Linked DNA regions of Callithrix jacchus: region 2 is linked to region 1. Evidence: chromatin contacts called from public Hi-C data. All regions are on one chromosome and are shown on one strand. Each heading gives the region's core, a stretch centred on a gene start, on an enhancer-like site or on the middle of the called end of the contact. The rest is flanking DNA. Distances are from core to core; before and after follow the strand shown. Region 1 has its middle 4.4 kb from the start of CITED2. Region 2 has its middle 73 kb from the start of TXLNB.

Region 1 (2,864 bases), core at 235-2,734:
AATTCCGCCTTGAGGCTTTCTATTTTGTCCTGCAATATTTAAAATTTACTCAGGTTGACTCAAAGGTCAAATTACAATCTTTACAAGATGTTCCCTCTTAAGCATGCCCCGTTTTCCTGAATTCTGAGCCTTTCCTGTTAGATGAACGGGATGCAAACACCTAAAATATTTTAATTTTACTTAGAGAGATGATTTACCAAGACCATAGCTACAATTAAGTAAGTGGGTGTCAAGTTTTGCCTTATATAATCCAGCGAAGGAAAAAGAAATATTTTAAAAATCAGATTATCCCAGGTGGAAGGAGAAGGAATTTTATTTTGTTTTCTCTTTCATGTTTTCATGGCTTACCTCATGTTTATAAGAGCAACACACCCACCTTAAAGAAAAAAAAATGCAGACTTTTGGACGTAACTTACTAAGGGAAGTCAAAAATGTAGATTGAGAAAAATTTTATAAATAATGCTTTAAAAGAACATTTAAACTTAGATTCTCATCTTAAATTGCATATTTTATAAGAAGTCAGGAGGACTGGGTATTTAGAAGTATTCTGAGAGAGTAAGTTGGGCATAAAGGCTGCTTTAAGTGGAATTCAGATCACCTACATTCTGTAATTCTATTTCCAAGGCAGGCCATGTAAAATTAAAATGTACACACTCCACTGGGTTTTTTATACCTCTGTAACTGACACTTTCTTATTTAAAATTATGTTCAAATAAATAATTTCTGAAAATACACTGAATCATCCAAAACTCTTTTTTAACCCGCTTTAAAAGCTGATCCAGATTTCCACATTAATAGTTAAAGCTGAAGTTTTCTTCAGCTAAGACATGTCAATACTAAATCTGCAATCAGCAATAAATCTTTCTGGCTAAGCATTTTCACAGTAAGTTTTTCTTTTTTCCAGAGGTTCAAGTGAAAAAATATGTTTGCATACGTATTAATCCAGCAATTCCAGTCCTTTTTCACTAGTGCCAGGAAAAAAGGAAAGCGATTAAAGGCATTGTTTTTTGCATAAAGAAGCAAAAGAATTGTCTTGCCACCACCCTTCACCATTTATTCTGCCAGGGAATAAGCCACAACACCTGCTCTGTCACTAAATTCCTCCTGCTGCTCAAACGCCGGAACACGTATGTAGAGCTGCAGAGCCCAGGGAACTATTATTAGAGCTTGAGCCCATCCCTACCAGAACAGAGGACTCAAACAGAGGAGCTGGGCTAAAAAGCACAATTTGTCTTCAGTGCAAATACAAATGCTCCCCCACCCCCATTCACTTGAATGATCTCTGTTTCATTAAAAACTCTTTCTTGATCAACAATTGAGCAGATTCTATGTGATATCTGCAGGTCTCTTAAGCAGAGAAAAATAACTCCTTGTTTGAACAACCTGATTAATGAAACCTGTACAGTGACCTAGATCACCCGGCTACTGGCAGACATTTGCAAAACCTTTTGTGGTCTTGCTTCCTACTAAGTTGCTTATAGCATATGGGGAAATTTGACCTCTGTACCTTGGCTGTTTGTCAAAAAGTTCTAATATGATACAAGAGAGCTTCTGTTCTTTAAGCTTTGCCCAAAAATAGACACTCCATGCTTGATTTTTCAAGAAGAGATCAATGATAAGCCACAGCACAACCTCATAGCTACATGTCAGAAAAACAAGTCCACATTAATAAAAACGTGTACCTCTGTCTTGTGCCTGATAAAATCCTCGTGACAGTATCTTTGCAGGAGCTGATAAAGACGTTAGAGCTATGGATGGGTCTTTGAAGAACGGTTACCTAATCACCACTGTTTATGGGGGTGCTGGGCTAGAGCACTAGTAGCAGAAGGCTGACATCCATTGTGAAGTTTATGGTCTCCATGACTTTTACTACTGTAAACGCCTGGGATGGCTATAAATTGATGTCAACATTAAAGGCCAGATCCTTTAGAGAAAAATATTAATCCACTAATCTATTATGGGTGGCCAGCTCTGAAATAGAAACTTTACAGTCCCAGACCATTAGGTGTTTTCGCCCCCTTGTGGAATTTATTTGGAAGGTCAATGAAAACCTGTTTCCTCAAGAGGTTTTTCTCTTTATTGTTGTTTTGTTGCCATTTCTGAAGACTTTGTTTTCTCCTTGGAGCAAACAGCACATATTCGAGCAACACATTTTTTTTTAACCCAAGAAGATTCCAAAATAAACATCCTTTATAAAATAAGAATATTTTATTTACCAAAAAGCTTATCCTATGATTAAGTGTGCATCAATGAGATTTGCCTCTTAGCTGAAAATATGCATTACCTAAGGGATTTTCTTTTAAAAGTGTAATGAGCAGTGGTTTGGGCCAATGCTTTAGCCTGTAAACTATGAGGGGACGGCAAATCCTCGGCACCCCACAACAGGACTGTTGCTTCGCTGGAAGGGTAGATAACAATGCATTTGACGGTATGAGGTTGGAAAGGTGGAGGGAAGTATCCAAGAATGCAGAATGTAATTATCCACACTGGAATGTGACCAAGCCACCGGGCCCTAATCTCGTGAAAGGACTGCAGGATCTTTAATGAGGATGAGTCTTGCTGTCTAATTGAGTCAGGAAAATTTACTTTAAAATAAACTGGGCAGATAACATTGTCTCCAAAAAATAAATAAATATAGAATTCAAGGAATTTAGGACCCATGCCAGTGGCGATTTTTTTCTCTGCAATGGTACTGTTTTGCTAGCATGAAAGCCGTATTACACTTCTTCAGAAATGCATGCTTGAGAGCTGGTATTTATCATTTTGGTACTGTACCGCTATCATCAAAATCAGCGCTCCCAGGCAGGTTGAGGCTGAGCCTCCACAGGAGAACAATAGGTAGCACATCAAATGACTTAGCCAAT
Region 2 (3,155 bases), core at 612-3,111, 160 kb after region 1:
CTAATTATCTTACCCAAACATAAACTGAGTGATTTGAAGTTGAGCGTCACACTTTTTAGGGAGCATTATTTTCTGTAGTGTAGTCATTTGAGGGTCCCAACTAAAAGCCTGGAGCGTTTGCCAGGGCCCTAAACCATTAATTATCTCTAAAATTCGATTTTTGTTTCTGATGCCCCATGAAACTGTAGGATGCTTTGCTTAGCATCTGATCCTCTCAGTCACAGGTTGCATATTTGCAAGTGTCTTGAAGGGGAAAACAAGTCTGAGTGTTACTTCATTTCTCTTTTTCCTTTTCTTGACCCTTCACATTTTTGCTGACTAGGTATCTCTCCAACAGACATGTGCCTTCCAACAGACATTCTAAGTGTCTTACCAAGTTATTCTAGTTTATTCTTGGGTGCAGAGTTACCTTGCAACATCTGATTCTACCCTTACAAGAAGCAGAATTCCCATCCAGCTTGTCTCTTGAGCATCAATTTCATTATGTTGAGATTCTGAAGATGCATCATATTTTCTTTGAGCTCTAGTATTTGGGCTCTATGATTTGGGCTCCTCTGAGTTTCTATTTTATTTAAGAGCTGGCTATGGGGGATTGGGTTGTTATTTTAGCTAAGATTTTGACCTTTATCATTATCTGATAAAATAGGAACATTAAAGGTCAACCACAGTTGAAACTGGGCAAGTAAATTTTAACCTATATCCCAGAGTCTGTCTGAGGCCAAAACTGGTCTGGGAGGAAATTTACCACGATAAGTTAATAATGCCAACCCCAGAAGGAGAGAAAGGGACAGCACATATGCCAGGCGTTTGTCAAACACAAATATAATGACACACATAAGTACCAGCTCTCTGAGAAGTTGCTTTGTATCCACTTAAATGTTGGAGACTCGTGGCTATATCTCACTCCTGCTTCTCTTTGGATAGTATACAAGGATTTGCTAAAATGGCAGATAATCACCCATAAACTAAGGAACTAGCAAAAAACAAATCCCAGTGACTTGGGGTTTGCCACCACTTAGTGTAAGAGTTTGAGAAGTTTGAATTAAATAGAAAGGGAGGGTGCATTGTTGGTTGTCTTTGCCTGTTCAGGCTTCTATAACAAAATACCATAGACTGGGTGGCTTACAAACAACAGAAATATATTTCTTGTGGTACTAGAGGCTGAGAAGTCCAAGATAAAGACACCAGCAGACTCAGTGTATGGGAGGTCTGCTTCTCCACAGTCAGCCGTCTTCTCACCGTGACCTCACATGGCAGAAGGGGCAAAAGATCTCTCTGAGGTTTCTTCTATAAGAGCATTAATCCCGTTCATGAGGGGTCCACCCCCATGATCTAATTATCACCCAAAGGCCCCACTTCCTAATAACATCAGTTTGAGAGTAAGCATTTCAACATAAGATTTTGAGGGGGACACAGTCAGCCTATAATATCAGTTGAGATTCAGCTTTCAGGAAATGAAGGGTAATTATGGTGACCATATTTTCTAAACCACAAGTTGAAATCCTATTGGACGAAGCCTAATACTCTTCTATCAGCAAAAAAAGAAACCAGAACATTAGAAATCCAGACTGACCAGGAAAAGCTAGCTCATAGGTATAACAAATATAATTCTGCCACCAGTTCAAGATATTCTAGATTTTTGCTGACTTGGTTCCAAGATGGGGCTTTAGAGAACTGACCATGTTGATGAGATTTTCCAGACCAGAGTTAGAAGAAGGAAAGGCCTGCCTGCCCTTTCAGCCTTCCAGCTGCTCCCAGACACATGTGTGGGGAACCAGATAACTGACTCCTAACCTGCTTATTTTAGCCCAGTGGCTTCGCTTCTTGACGTCTTCAGTCTCATGGCCACATTCTAAAGGCCCTCACTCTGAAACTGCCTGCACGCAGGGACAAACAGCAGCAGCTGCCACCGCACTGATAATGGGTTTGTGCTGCTGCTGGCCCAGGAAGGCTGCTTTGAGCTGATGATTTGCATTCCTGCTTGCCCAAACAGACAGCCTCCGTGTGGCCGCCAGCTTCTGCACAGAGAGAACAGCAGTGCCACCTACTGAACTGCTGGAGGTGTAGCCAGTGACTCGGTCAGCCCAGGCCTGCTTGTCATTAAATCTGGCAGGACTGTGTACCCAGCAACCCGACTGAAAACCACCTTTGTACAGTGATTAGGTAGGCCTCCTCTTCTGCCAACTTGAGTGATTGTTTGCCACCGTTAGGTGAACAAAGTCTCAAGGAAGTTTATTTTTCTCTGAACAAATAAAACCGAATTGCAGTTGGGATCCAGGCTATATCCCACTTCAGTGAGAACTGGGCGAGCCAGCAGTTGTGGAATTGAACACTGAATACTGTTAGTGAGTACTTACCCTGTGCTAGACACTGCGGGAGGCACTTGGGATAGAAGCATGAATGAACTACACTAGAGAAGCAATAGAAAGATGATGAACCTATACCAGTATTCCACAATTGACAAAATACGCTCAAAGAACACAGCCACAATTTACTCCACAGAGAGCATGTCTCCAAGGATAGAATCTGGGGGAACCAGATTTCTATTTTCCTGTGGGTTCCATTGCTGCTGTCACCAAGCTGAGATCCAGAAGTCATGATGACTTCTTCACTGGTTTTATAAAACTCATCAGTTAAAAAATAATATATTTGGAATCTTCTCTTTTTTCTTTTTCTTTCTTTCTTTCTTTTTTTTTTTTTTTTTTTGAGACAGAGTTTCGCTCTGCTGCCCAGGTTGGAGTGCAGTGGTGCAATCTCAGCTTACTGCAACCTCTGCCTCCCAGGTTCAAGCAATTCTCCTGCCTCCGCCTCCCAAGTGGCTGGGATTACAGGCATTGCACCACCATGCCTGGCTAATTTTTTGTGTTCAACAGAGATAGGGTTTCACCATGTTGGTCAGGCTGGTCTTGAACTCCTGACCTCAGGTGATCCACCCACCTTGGTCTCCTAAAAAGCTGGGATTACGGGCGTGAGCCACCATGCCTGGCATATATTTGGAATCTTCTTCACAAAATTGCTGCTTTGCAGATGCTCTAAGTATCTACTTGGCCTGCCCCTTGGAAAATCTTGCCAGGACAGCTCTCAAAGTGCTAAATCTTTTCAAGGTATTGACAAACTCATCTATGTGTTAATAGCACATTTCTGACAATTATTAA

What was found. Hi-C and Micro-C count contacts between places; a contact is called where the count stands out from the background.
Region 2: a Hi-C map of skeletal muscle shows a contact between it and region 1, with 8 times the contacts expected there. The contact joins two enhancer-like sites. A contact is called at or near these places in 3 of 3 Hi-C or Micro-C datasets (induced pluripotent stem cells and skeletal muscle).

The regions. Positions count from the first base shown.
Region 1 is chr4:146,156,906-146,159,769 of calJac240_pri, reverse strand. No RefSeq gene overlaps it. Among named protein-coding and RNA genes, the nearest start is that of CITED2, 4.4 kb to the left of the region's middle. Within about 2 kb of position 1,484, at least 9 of the 16 cell types and tissues checked have an H3K27ac peak or open chromatin away from gene starts, as enhancers often do. A contact at or near this core is called in skeletal muscle, where this site is marked.
Region 2 is chr4:145,998,122-146,001,276 of calJac240_pri, reverse strand. No RefSeq gene overlaps it. Among named protein-coding and RNA genes, the nearest start is that of TXLNB, 73 kb to the left of the region's middle. Within about 2 kb of position 1,861, at least 6 of the 16 cell types and tissues checked have an H3K27ac peak or open chromatin away from gene starts, as enhancers often do. A contact at or near this core is called in skeletal muscle, where this site is marked.